Regions from separate parts of the Triticum aestivum genome. Here region 2 is linked to region 1. A link is a contact called in public Hi-C data. All regions are on one chromosome and are shown on one strand. The core of a region is the stretch at or near the end of the contact, and the rest is flanking DNA. Distances in the headings are between cores, read along the strand shown.

The links. Hi-C and Micro-C count contacts between places; a contact is called where the count stands out from the background.
Region 2: a Hi-C map of leaf shows a contact between it and region 1, with 5 times the contacts expected there. The contact joins the promoter of LOC123180290 here to the promoter of LOC123180289 in region 1. A contact is called at or near these places in 3 of 5 Hi-C or Micro-C datasets (all in leaf).

What each region holds. Positions count from the first base shown.
Region 1 is chr1D:59,124,230-59,131,013 of IWGSC CS RefSeq v2.1, forward strand. It overlaps LOC123180289 (glutamate--cysteine ligase B, chloroplastic), which reads left to right and starts at 2,478. Exons shown (of 16, transcript XM_044592285.1): 1 at 2,478-2,771; 2 at 2,867-3,143; 3 at 4,385-4,535; 4 at 4,618-4,725; 5 at 5,235-5,327; 6 at 5,759-5,842; 7 at 5,987-6,055; 8 at 6,137-6,207; 9 at 6,286-6,354; 10 at 6,502-6,595. The coding sequence starts at 2,893.
Region 2 is chr1D:59,653,021-59,660,501 of IWGSC CS RefSeq v2.1, forward strand. It overlaps LOC123180290 (acetylornithine aminotransferase, mitochondrial), which reads left to right and starts at 4,426. Exons shown (of 3, transcript XM_044592286.1): 1 at 4,426-4,895; 2 at 5,048-5,479; 3 at 5,843-6,579. The coding sequence starts at 4,482. The coding sequence ends at 6,379. It overlaps LOC123180291 (endoglucanase 14), which reads right to left. Exons shown (of 5, transcript XM_044592287.1): 4 at 7,302-7,454; 5 at 6,478-7,210. The coding sequence ends at 6,605.

The DNA of each region.
Region 1 (6,784 bases), core at 1,228-3,727:
CTAAGAGATCATCTCTTGTCTTCTCTTAAATAAGAGAAGACAAGCTTTTTCTTACAAGCTCTCTCCTCTACCTCATCTTTTATCTTACGTGTCACTTCTAAAATAGCACATTGTATGCCCTAATGGGCTCATTGGCGTGGTTCTGGATTTGTGAACCCCGCAATTACGTCGTGCAGTGTTCACACGTGGCAAGGCTATTGTGTCTGGAGTACAATTGTTTTGCACGTAGACCGTCCAGCGAGAAGGAGAAAGAAACAGAGGGAAGAAGCTAACTAAACAAGTACCATAAGCCACATGCTTCGATGCTCTAGTAGTACGGCACTGAAGGACCAATCAACCAGGCACCACCAGCGACTGAACCTGCCCGTGGAAATGGGGTGGGTTCACTCGCATACTTGGTCATGCCAATGTGCTTCTCTCCAACCGCTGCGTCTGCTGCAAAATCTAGTTTGTTGCTCCCTTTTATTCTGGTTTTGTTGCTCTTCTTTTTTCTCTCGTCGTCTTCACTCATCGTCTTCACGCAGCTCTGCAAGGAGCTCCGAAATAATGTCGTCCTGAGAAAAGAAAAACTGCCTGTTTCTTTTAAAACATGCGATTCTATATGTCATTTTCAGGGAACCTCGAAGTCTCCAAAACCTACGATTTTTCTTTGTTTTTTGGCAGAAAGTAAACTTTCCATAATACGTCACCCAAGCTCTAGTGGTTTCGCGACCTCATTGTGCACGTCATGACATATTGTGGGTGTACATAGTTATCAAAGTGGCTTAAGTTTTGCAATTAACAAGACATAATCATTAGTGACACTAACCCCACTCACTTATAAAGATTAATTTAAAAAGGAAAAGAAGGAAATACATGTATAAATAGAAAATTTAAAATATAATCAGCAGTCAGATCATGGTACACCCTCTCTCCTCTCCGACAACTGCGGTGGCGAAACTGATTTAATGACGGGAACAACATCGACAAAAAACACAACACACTCCAAGACTTCGATACTGATGCAACTATGATGTCATCATTCAAGACGTCGATACTGACGCAACTATGATGTCATCATTCTAGATGTCGGTAACTGAAGCAACTGTGATGTCGTCATTCTAGACGTCGGTAACTGATGCAACTGCGATGTCGTCATTCTAGACGTCGGTAACTGACGCAACTGTGATGTCATCATTCTAGACATCGGTAACTGATGCAACTGTAATGTCATCATTCTAGACGTCAGTAACTGGCGGAACTGTGATGTCGTCATTCTTCCGTACGTGGCGTTGGCACTCGGGCCTGCAACCACCACTTAATAACCATATCGATGCTGCCCCACCGCCATGCCTACTCCCTCCTATGCCTCTCCACGTTAGGGTTTTTTTGTCACACAAAGCCCTAAAGATTTAGGGTTTGGTGATATGTGCTCCATAAGAGTTGACAAAATAGAAAACAAACTATAAATCATCAAAACCATCTTTTCAGCGTCAAAGATCATCGAGGGAGAAGTAGAATTTGACAGCTCTTTATGATTCGGGTGTCCATACATGATGGTATAAAGTGACTAAGGAAATAGTTTAGGCTGTGACGAATTGTTCAAAATATAGAGCTTTGGGAGCAATGATTGCCGAGAGCTGTTGAGTTCCTTCGGCAGGGCGATGATCGAGCATTGTGGTCGACTAGTCGTGAAGCGAATGGCGTTGCGCATGAGCTAGCTCGACATTTGCTTTATGAACAAAACTACTTTCAAGTTATGGCATGATCAGCTTCCGACTTCCTTGTTCATACTACCATTGTAAAAGACCCTGTTATAGTTGAGTAGAGTCCCCGCTCAAAAAGATGCAATAAAAAAAATTGAGTAAAGTCGCCCAAAGTTAAAAAGAAAACACTAGTAGCATAAGCGCACGTGCACTGATGCTCGCAACGGTACAGTCCGGAAAGCCACGATGATCCAGGGCGAACCTGCCCTTGAAGACGGGCAAGGTTCATTCCGATCCATGATCGTTTAAATGTACTTCCTCCGTCTGAAAATACTTGTCCAAGGAATGAATGTATCTAGATGTATTTTAGTTCTAAATACATCCATTTGTATCCATTTATACGATAAGTATTTCCGGAGTACAGGACATGGTAGCACCTGACATCTCCTCTCGACATTTTTGCTCCGTTTTCATCTTGTCTTGAACCGCAACCCGAGGGTGAAACGTGTGCTCTGGATGTCGTTTTGAGAGCGAGGCACCAAGACGAACCAGCGTGCAAAACACCATCACCATGCATGAAAAATCCTGGCGCCGCCGTGCCTACCCAGCGTCCTACCTCACCGCCGACGTCACGAGGCACCGTACAAGAACCATCGGCGAAGCTTAATTCAGCAATTAACAAGCCATAATCATTAGCGCCAGCGCCCCCACCACCGAAAAGGAAGGACTAGCAAATCACCAGCTGTCCAAATCACCCCCGCAGCCCCGGCGGCCCCTACTCTCTTCACTCACCAGCTGCACCCGCGGAGGGAGGAGCGGATTGGATGACGCGCGCAGCAGCAGCATCGCGCACTTCAAGGCGTCGTCGCTGCTGACGCGGCCGCGACCCGCCTCCCCACGACCCTGCGCGCCGCTGATGCGTGGGCCCCACCCCACCGCTTTATAACCACGCCGACGCCGCCCCCATCCCACCCCCCACACTCCCCTCCGTTCCGGACTCTCAAGCAGCAGCGGCGGACGGCGGCGCGCGCGTCTCCGTCTCCTCGCGCGGCGAATCGCAGATAGAATCGGATTGATTCTCCGTAGGTGGGTTGGGCGGGGGTTCGATGGCGACATCGTGTCGGATTCCCGCAATTCGCGCTGAACTTTTTGTTGGTTTTGCGGATTTTTCCGTGTCTCAGGTTTCTGTTTCGGCGGGTTGGGCGTGATGGCGGTCGCGTCGCGCCTGGCGGTGGCGCGGGTGGTCCAGCCGGACGGCGGCGCGGCGGGCGGGAGGAAGGGGCGTCAGGGGTTCGCGGTGGTCGGGCTCCCCGCGGCCGGGAGGAGGGGGAGGCGGCGCGGCGGGGCCGTGGCGGCCAGCCCCCCCACTGAGGAGGCGGCCAAGTTGACGGAGCCGCTCACCAAGGAGGACCTCGTCGCCTACCTCGCGTCCGGCTGCAAGCCCAAGGAGAACTGGAGGTGAGAAGCTTCCACAGATGGTGCTACTTCCCTAATGCTACTTACTGTTGGAAGTGGAACGTAGTTCTATGGTTGGAACGGCCGATTCTTACTGCCCAGCTTACTGTTTAGCGCTGCAATTGGGGATTTAGTATTCACTGTTCAGTCGCCCCTAGAGTGGTGGAGTTTTCTCACATGAATCAGTGCCTTGTAGTGACGAACTTTGTGATGCTTGCTAGTAGTTTGCACTTGTAGGAATATAAGAGGGCCGATGCATTGAAGTGACCTTTACTTTGCCTAGTTAGCAGATGAAGCTCTGCCCTTGTTCAACCAACGGGTCACATGGTACTGGTTAGCATAGTTATACTAGACTAGGAACTGAATAGGGAATACATTGTGTTATCTTGTTGGCGAATGGCGCCGCTCGTGCACTCATATAATGCTGGAAGTAGTAAAATTGCAATTTGTGCATAGAGCAACAAAAACTGATATAGTACTTGTTAATATGCTATACGTGAAAAAAGTAAGCTTAGAAATGATTGTCCTAAATGACAGAAAAAGTCTCTCTAAGCTTAGATATGCTATAATTAATGGGGCATGCTACGTGTCCGCCGGCTGATCTTTTTCAAAGATTGGCTGGGTCGCTAGCCGCCAGATCTAGCGTCATCAAGCCGTTGACGGGCATCCCAACTTTTGCAACATAGATTATGCTGCAGATTTTTTTGCAACAGAGACCATGTCGCGGAAACGTCTGTAGAGTCCTTTTTGCTACAAAGGTCATATTGCAGAATTTTTGCAACAGAGATCATGTTGCGGAAACGTCTGTAGATTTCTTTTTGCAACAGAGGTCATATTATAGACTTTCAACAGAAAGCATGTTGCAGAAGACGAACGAGAAAAAAAAAGGAAACGAGCGGCTCTCAGTCGCTAGCGATTAAGATAAGAAAGAAAAAGGATGAACGGTGATAGGGCCCACATGGGACGCGTGGTGCGCATCTGAGGTGGCGGACGATGCGCTGTAAATTGGCCGGTTGACGGGAATCTTTTCGCATACTTAATACATCTTGTTAATGTAGCGTGCTCATTTTTTTCAATCAATAAAATTTATTGGAGATGAAGATCGTTCTGGTGCCTGTGTTCAAATTATTTCAGATTTGACAATATATTTTTGTTTTTCTTGAAGTTCTGTTCCTGTATAATTCCTACCGAGTATTTCGGTTAGTTATTTGGTCCATTCCGTGAGTAAATTTTTTGTTGTACAGAATTGGCACAGAGCATGAAAAGTTTGGTTTTGATGTCGAAACATTGCGCCCTATAACGTATGATCAGATCAGTGCTATACTCAATGGGCTGTCTGAGAGATTTGAATGGGACAAGATAATGGAAGAAAACCATGTTATTGGTCTCAAGCAGGTACTATACCTGGAAAGAAATATGATATATATGGTTTTCACTCAATAGTGATTTTTGTGACAACTTATTTATATGGATGCAGGGAAAGCAAAACATTTCACTAGAACCTGGTGGCCAGTTTGAACTTAGTGGCGCTCCCCTCGAAACATTACATCAAACTTGTGCGGAGGTCAATTCACATCTTTATCAGGTAAATATCTATTAGCGAGCAAACTGTTGCATGTATAAGTATTCGCTTTTTACAGAAATTTATGAAATGTAACTTTGTGGGATTTTCACCTGTGACATATCATAATGTCATATTTAGTTCCCACCAGAAAATTCTTTTTAATCAGATTATCCTATTTCATATCCCAAAAATTGTACAAAGTCCATGCCACGAAATGTATATTCGCATCCCAACAAACCGTGCCAATTATATTGAGAACTAAACAACCACCAATATCTAGTTTCTTCTGGAAGTTTGTATCATCTTATGCGTGCATCTGTAAGACCTCCAAACCTTACTGGGCACGGAGTTAGTTTCCATTAGACTCTGTGGGTTCATGAAAACAAATTGAACTGTCTCATGGTTCTGTTTGCACATTCGCCTTCTAGGTTTTACTTGCTGAAAGTTAATTGTACTATGATGTATGTATTTTTGGTGGAGAAGGTCTATACTGTTCTATGCTATGATTTAATCTTCTGCCGGTTTTGTAGGTCAAAGCAGTTGGAGAGGAATTGGGAGTAGGATTTCTTGGAATGGGTTTTCAGCCAAAATGGGCTCTGACTGATATACCAATAATGCCCAAGGTAATTCTGTCCTTTAAACCTCATAAATGTAGGTTTTGAAGTTTGTGCTGTTGCTAGACTGTTAAAGGGCCTTTTTTTCTTTTTTATTTATATCCCAGTCTAGTTAATTTCCGAGAAATGAAGTTGCAAATCTAAGAACATACTTATGGTTTGCAGTATTAGTAGTTTATTAGTACAACATAGTTCCATGGGGCTGATATCGAAATGCTGGCTTTTGATGCACCCATTCTTGCTTGGTACACCATTAAGCAAATCCTCCACTGCAACTGTATCGAGCAATTGGCAGTTAACACAAAATGATTGATAACCCACACTGTAGTCTTCTTTCATGCACAACCTCACTTGTAATTTAGGCATATTTGCCCTATGCAACATAATTATACTGTTACTGGTTCCTGTAAAGTCTGATCATACAATTTGCTACTCTGTAGGGAAGGTATGAAATCATGAGGAATTACATGCCTAAAGTTGGTACTCTTGGCCTTGATATGATGTTCCGCACGTGCACTGTACAGGTAACTGTCATTTTTAGTTTTGTGTTCATGGGCCGTTTTGACAACTCACAGCCCTTTATTTCATTTGATATCAAACAGACTAGTATACAATATTCATGTTTCACTAAACAAGTTTAATTAAGAGTTCACTATTCTGGCATGCAGGTTAATCTCGATTTCAGTTCAGAGCAAGATATGATAAGAAAATTCCGTGCTAGCCTTGCATTGCAGCCTGTGGGTATCTGTATTATCTTCCATTCTTCCTGACAGTTTACTTTGCTGCTCTTGCACTAACATGACTTGTTCGTTTAACAGATCGCGACAGCAATATTCGCAAATTCTCCCTTTAAAGAAGGAAAACCAAATGGGTTTCTCAGTTTAAGAAGGTGTTTACTTCATAGCTTTCAGAACTTAATGTGCTGTTCTGTTGTGTGGAGCTGCTAACACATTATCATCATCTGCAGCCATATATGGACTGATACTGATAACAACCGCTCGGGGATGCTTCCTTTTGTTTTTGATGACACATTTGGGTATGCATTAATGCAAACTTCTCCTTGTTCGCCACCCAGAATGCCAGCTATTTGATTGATGGCGTCATTTTGGTCAACAACAATTCCTACATAAAATGAGGCTTCCAGTTTAAATGAGTTCTGATTATAATTTGTTCTTGGTTGCAGATTTGAGCAATATGTGGACTATGCATTGGACGTGCCAATGTATTTTGTATACCGGAACAAGACTTACATTGACTGTACTGGAATGTCATTTCGGGTCTCTTCCTGTCTCTAATATCTTAGTACTTCTGCAGTTATATGCTGTAAACTTTGTAAATGTTACTCCCTCATATCCAAAATAAGTGTTGCAGCTTTGAACTAACCTTAGTTCAAAGCTGTGACACTTTTTTTTTGGATCGGAGGGAGTATCTTATTTTGAAGCTTTTGGCTACATGACTTTAGCTGT
Region 2 (7,481 bases), core at 3,176-5,675, 530 kb after region 1:
ACGGCAGGCTGACGTCTTCCATAGCTCGAATCGGCATCGGGCACCTTTGAACAAGTTTGCTAGACCCTCCATACTTTCTGGAGGGGTGTCAGATGGCCATAGTGCCTTCGCCATACTCCTCATGGCTTTCCGGGCCCGAGCGTGCGCAGCGGACAACTCCTTTAGCACGCCGCCTTGAAATCCGGACACTTCCTCTTCCGGCCGACCAGTTAACAGACCTGCCGCAACAAGTTCATGGTATTCCGCATTATGGATTGGACATGAAGTACCTACGGTGGTTCTAAACATGAGGGGAAGACATACCAAACATTCCGCCCTTTCAGCTTTTCATTTTCCTTCCGAGCGGCTGATAGCTGAGCCTTCAAGCTCTCTATCTCTTCGGATTGTTTGTCCTTTTCCTCTTCAAGCTTTTTCTCCCTCGACGCGCCCTTTGCGGTCTCTTTCAAAACCGCTAGTTTGGCGGTAACTGCACTCAGTTGCGTCTGGTTTGTGTTCAGTTCCTGAGCCAGCATAGTGTTCTTTTCTTGCAGAACCTGCACAAATTATCGATCCTTAAATCGGTTTTACTTCACTATTTCAAGTCTCGGGAGCTACTGGCATACGACCATGCAAAATTGTGTCAAATTTTACCTGTATTTTCTTTGAGAACAGCTGAATAACTCCGGCAAGGCCGTCTCGAGCGGCTCGGATATATGCATCTGTCGAACTCAATGCGTTGAATTCTTGTTCGGACAAGACCGGAGCACGCATCGCTTCTTTCAAACGACGGTGATTCATCACGCTCTCACTTCGGAATTCGTGAGTGACACGTCATCCGAATCCTCTTGAGGAGGCGGAATGGGCGCGGCATTGGCTTGCGTCCTAGCTGACGAGTCCGGCACCGGATTAGTGGACATTTGGCTAATTGGGCATTTTCCCACCGTTTTCTACTCCTCCTAAAAATAAAAGACAAAAGGGGGAGACTCTTAACAATCTAGACTCATGCCTAGGCATGCATTAAGTATACATACCTCTTGGAAGACTGTGAGGTCTCCGCAGTACTCCCGGTCCCTTTTCGTTCTGAACGATGACCTTGCGTGGGGTCCGCCCTCGAGATACGGTCCCTGGAGCGTCGATCCTATTAAAATCCAGATCAGTACAACAGAAACGGATACAAATGAGGGTCTCTTCTTAAAGAAGCCCCGGGATACTCACAATGCAGAATGGGTAAAGGCGATGGTAGTCGGCAATGATGGCCACTTCTGAACATTCAAGGCTCGCCTGATAGAATACCCCATCGTCGAATTCTATATATATCCAGATCCTCGCAAAAGCCAGGATCTTCATCACGATTATAATCCTCCGGTTGGGGAGCAGGACAGTAGACGTCCTCGGTCATCCTCCTCCATGACTATTTGGTGGCAACAAAGAGAACATTCAGTCAGTGTCTACAATGCAGTGAAATAAGCAAAGAACGACCGAGATCTTACCCATTCGACAGGGGTGTACATGGAATAGGCCTCCTGACAGTTTAACCAGAGAAAATCTTCTTTTATGCCCTTGTACAAATCGGCCAAAATTGAAGCCAGTTCGGCTGGGGTATCCGGACCCTGCCGCCTGTAACGGGATGCGTCGTCCTCTCCGTTGTAACACCATAAAGGAGTTATCTGGATTGAAGAGGCTGCACACACCTCTTTATTGCGATCACCATGACTTCAACTATTGAGAGTTTGGAATGGGCCAACAGCTTGACCTTGCTGACCAACCTCTGTATCTCCGCACTGTCCTCTTCTTTGGGACTTCGGGGACGCCAGTAGAGGCGCTTCTTTAGAGGAGCGCTGGAAAATTTAGGAAGACCGCGCCTGACCGGATCCGGCAGCGGAACGTCATCCATATAGAACCACTCCGAGGACCACTGTGGGTATACTTCTTTGGGAGTTCCTACGGGGTATTCAGATCCGGCAATACACCATACTTCGACGCCGCCAACCTCACATATGGAACCTCCTCGCTGGCGGGGAACGAGACAGAAGAACTTTCTCCATAATTCAAAATGGTCCTCAATGCCCAAAAATAGCTCGCAGAGGGCAACAAAGCCTGATATGTGCAAAATCGAACCTGGGGTGAGGTTGTGTAGTTGGATGCCGTAAAATTCCAATAGCCCCCTGAGAAAGGGATGGATTGGAAATCCTAGGCCCCGCAACAAGAATGGGACGAGGCACACCCTCTCCTCCTTATTGGGGTTGGGGAAATTCTCAGCCATTGCGTCCTTGCCTACTGAATACAATCCCGCTCGAACGGAGACTAGATCCGCGAGGGGGAGGTAGCCTTGCGTTTGGAGCCGGCTTAACTGAAGATGAGGCACGGAGCAACTCTTCCAATCACCCTCTTGAGGGCCATGCAGGCGCGAAAAAGAGCCTGGGGTGCTCGTCATGATGGAAGGCTTTGCTCGTGGCTAAACTTGGCGATTTTCCTTCTATGCGATGTGAGATGCCATTTAGAGATCTATATCTCCTTATATAGATGCCATCCAAGCGTGGCGAAGGACTTATTTGCAAAAAAGCATGGACCTTTCATATTCACTCAGCGCGCGGAAATCGAAGCATCGGTAGGGGGAATCGTAAAGGGCATCAAGATTATCACCAGATTGTCATCGGCCCGGATTATGGTGAAGAACCCGCCTTGCAAAGCCGAAGACATGAGCCGAATACTACGTCGTCATTGAAGGCAAGTTCTGGGGCTACTGAGGGAGTCCTGGATTATGAGGTCCTCGGGCGTCCGGGCTATGTAACATGGGCCGAACTGATGGGCCGTGAAGATACAAGATAGAGGCTTTCCCCCGTGTCCGGATGGGACTCTCCTTTGCGTGGATGGCAAGCCTAGCATTCGGATGTATAATTTCTTCTCTGTAAACCGACTCTGTACAACCCCAGGCCCCTCCGTGTCTATATAAACTGGAGGGTTTAATCTGTAGAGGCTAAGACAAATCATATAGGCTAGACATCTAGGGTTTAGTCATGACGATCTCGAGGTAGATCAACTCTTGTAACCCCTATACTCATCAAATATAATCAAGCAGGACGTAGGGTTTTACCTCCATTAAGAGGGCCCGAACCTGGGTAAACATCGTGTCCCCCTTGTCTCCTGTTACCCTCGATCCTCAGACGCACAGTTCGGGACCCCTACCTGAGATCGGCGGTTTTGACACCGACATCCACTACATTAAATCAATGTAAAAAATAGCATGGTACAAAATTTAGCGCCGCCCTTCTCCAGATGCTATAAAAGTTATAGCATGCTAATAGTGTGCTATATTTGAAAATAGCTTTTTGGATATTTTTTTTTAATATAACACCAAATTTAAGGCTTGCATAATTTGCAAGGATGGATACTTTGGGAGGAAATAGAATAAGACCGACGCTGCTACTTGGAGATAGGATGAAGAGAGGTTGCTTTAATGTGGCGGTCGACTTGCTGGCACCGTTGGCATGGTTGACATGGACTCTTAATTGTTAGAGTTGGAGGCATGGCCGACCCCTCCATTGGATATGGGATGAAGAGAAGCCATTGCCACTCATGAACCGCCTCTACAACTATCTCTCATGAGTCACAACTCCACCATTACCGGTCAAGAAACACCGTTTCCGCCCTCGGTCACGAGCTGGTGGAAAACTGGTGAGTAGTTGGATCTGTTAGGCTGTATGCATTGTTGTAGGGGCTTTTGTATGTGTTGCATCTAAGAGAGTGAGAGCGAGTTGGGCTAATGCGGCAATGCCTGATGGGCTGTTGTGTGATACACAGAAAACACTACAAACGTTATCTTGTTTAGTGTTGAAATAGCTGTTATACGTGAATAGCGCTGCTGTGAAGAAATTGGCTAAAATGTAATCTGGACCTTCTAGATATGCTATAGAGTTGAAATTGCATGCTCTTTTTTTCATTTCGTGTAATTGCAATGCTAGTAGTAAGCTGCCTTTTTCAATCTCTGGTATAACTGCATGATATATCATATAGTACGGTTAAATTTAATGAATGAATCAAGATCCAAAACTTCCAGGTTTTGTATAAGAAATGTATCACTCCGAGAATATCAGAGCACGGACAAAATATTTAGCAAATATCCATGATAGGGTTGTACAATTATGTACTACTTCACATTATGTAAAGCAAAAAAGGATAAACTTTGTGTTTTCTTTGTCCTTTCTTTTTCAGGATATAAAAGCCCGTGTTCTCACACCAACAGGCTAGACACATCGTGGAATTCAGCTAGGCACGCATATATACTACAGTGACAGAAAGCAAAAGAAGTCCAAGACGAAAGTCCACGGTAAGAGAAGGCAGCACGCCGCACGCGGTAGTTGATGGACAACAAAAACAGTAGCCGCCACGAAACCAGAAAGCGTGACCAGATTTTTTTTCAAAAAACTTCATCCAACCCCGACCCCAATCCGTATTTAACTCCGAAACCCCTCCACTCTCTCGCCCACCCCGAATCCGTCGCCATGAACTCGCTCCAATCCTTCCTCGCCGTCGCGCCCGTCAAGCCGGCCGCGGCCGCCGCGAGGCTCCCGTCGTCCCGGCGGGCGCGCGTCTCCGCCTGCCTCGCGATCCCGGCGCCCGCGCCGACCACCCCCGCGGCGGCGGCGTCGGCGCGGCGGGAGCTGTCCGCGGCGAGCCGGGCCGTCATGGCGGACGAGGCCAAGTACATCGTCGGCACCTACAAGCGCGCCCAGGTCGTCTTCGTGGCGGGGCGCGGCTGCAAGCTCTACGACATCGACGGGCGCGAGTACCTCGACATGGCCGCCGGCATCGCCGTCAACGCCCTCGGCCACGGCGACCCCGACGTGGATGCCGCCGCCGCGGACCAGCGTGGACGCCTGGTCCACGCCAGCAACGTCGGCTACACCGTGCCCCAGGTACGCCTCCCCTGCTCCTCACCAACCCCAACCCCAACCCCAACCCAAACCCATTCCACAATGTCGGCAACGTGTTCGACGCTTTGCTTGCCCGGTCCATCTTCCCGCATGGCCTCTCCGTCTCAACTGACTAACATTTCTTGAACGCGCAGGTGGAGCTCGCCAAGCGGCTCGTGGAGGCCTCCTTTGCTGACCGCGCCTTCTTTGCCAACTCCGGCACTGAGGCCAATGAGGCGGCCATCAAATTCGCCAGGAAGTACCAGAGGGTCGCGCACCCCAACGGTGACGCGCCTACGGAGTTCATGTCCTTCACCAACTGCTTCCATGGCCGGACCATTGGCTCGCTCGCGCTGACCAGCAAGGTGCAGTACAGGGAGCCCTTTGAACCCGTCATGCCCGGCTCAACATTTGTCGAGTATGGCAATTTGGAGGAGGCCAAGAAGGTGATACAGTCGGGGAAGATTGCTGCTGTGTTTGTCGAGCCCGTGCAGGGTGAGGGTGGGATTCACAGTGCCACCAAGGAGTTCTTGCAGGGACTGCGGGATGCTTGTGATGAGGCAGGGGCTCTCTTGGTCTTCGATGAGGTATGATTCAGCTTGCCTTCACTAATACTTATCTCTGTTGTCGATCACATAGAAGTAATTGGTGGCAACTACACAATTTCTGAATTTCTAGTATAGGGAGAGAAAAGTATTCTCTGTTCTGGAGATTCATCAGTGGTTCGACAGGGAATGTATTCCCTATTGCTTCCTAATTCTGGGAGACTGGGACAACTTTCTGATCATTGTCCCCATGAAGGGATCTTCCATGAGAGCCTGCATTTTCATATTTGAAATAACCAAAATGCAAATACGCAATTCAACAGTAGGGATTTAGGATTGCACTGTGAAGTTCAACTTCTGTCAATTTGAAAAGTGGAGACATCTAATCTACTGTCTGAAACGCAGGTGCAATGTGGTCTGGGGCGCACAGGTTACCTCTGGGCTCATGAGGTTTATGGTGTAGTACCTGACATAATGACCTTGGCGAAGCCACTGGCAAATGGCCTTCCCATTGGCGTGGCCTTGGTCACGGAAAAGGTTGCTGCAGCCATAAACTATGGTGACCATGGAACCACATTCGGCGGAGGCCCTTTTGTGTGCCATGCTGCATTAGCCACATTGGACAAGATCCAGAAACCTGGCTTTCTAGCAGAGGTGACCAAGAAAGGAGAATATTTCAAGCAGCTGCTCAAAACTAAGCTGAGTGGAAACCCTCATGTCAAAGAGATCCGGGGGGCCGGTCTCATTGTTGGCATCGAGCTCGACGTACCGGCTGGGCCTTTGGTCGATGCATGCTTGAATGCTGGTGTCTTTTTGCTGACGGCCGGGAAAGGCAATGTGGTGAGGCTTGTGCCTGCGCTCATCGTGTCGGAGAAGGAGCTGGAGCAAGCTGCAGAGGTGATAAGGGAATGTCTACCTGCTCTTGAAGCCTCTACCTCTTAGTGTAAACAAGATCTCTTAAGATCTACATGTTGAAGTTTCTTTCAAAATTTGGAAGGGAATAAAATGTCATGTTGGACTATCGTGATGTTGAAGTTCTTTTCAAAGTTTGGAAGGAAACAATGCCTGTGTTGTTGTCGGTATAAGTCTTTTATTGGCTAAGTTATATCTGCCTAAATTACAAGGACGGCATTGCCATTGCACATCTCTCGACTGAAAACAGGAACATCAGTTATGCAGAAGCCTAGCAAGAACTCCGACGATGGGCGCGACAGTGTAGGTCGATGGCTCGCCTTGCTGGTAATTTCCCCGAGAATCGTCGTAATGGTCGTTGTTGTCAGGCCCTCCGACGATGGCGCCGTCGATCACATTCAAGTTAGGCGCAGACCTGTGGAAGTACTGGGCTCCCTTGCCGCAGGAGATCTTCCCTGGGTTGTTCCTGATGGATGGCAGCGACGCGCCGCGGTGGTGCGGCTGCAACGGGTACCTCTTTCCAACCCCAACCATGTAGCTCATCTTCATTGGGTTCTTGCCAAGGATGTAGTCCACCTGTGACCGCGCGAACGAGACGAGCTGCGCCGGCGGCAGCCTCACGCCGCCGCACTGCAGGGAAGCCCTCGCCGCCGCCAGGTGGTCGGCGTGCGTGACGAGGACGAACATTGCCGTCGTGACGTCCTGCAGGTTAGACCAGGGCTGCAGGTAGAGCATGCCGCCCGGGGTGAGCCGCCCGCTGCGGCCGTCACCGTGCTGAACGACGTTGCAGAGGAAGCTCTCCACGTTGCTCCTCATCTCGGCGTGGCGGCCGTTGTTGGGCAGCTTCCCTTGGAGGATGAGCTGCAGTATGGCCGGTATAGTCATCAGTTCCTGAAGATAAAAGTTGATGTCTCTTCATCAGACCAATACTAGGATCATCTGGTACATTTACCTTGGCGACCAGTGCCTGGGCTCCGACGAACTTGTCGTCCCAGGATAACGACTGCCGCACCCCGCCGAGGTTGTTGGCGCCGGCGATATAGGCCTTGTACTCCTGGTGGCCGGTGGCGATGTAGAGCCATACAGCTGCCCACAGCAGCTCGTCCTGTTCCGAACAAGTTTCAGTGTTTGC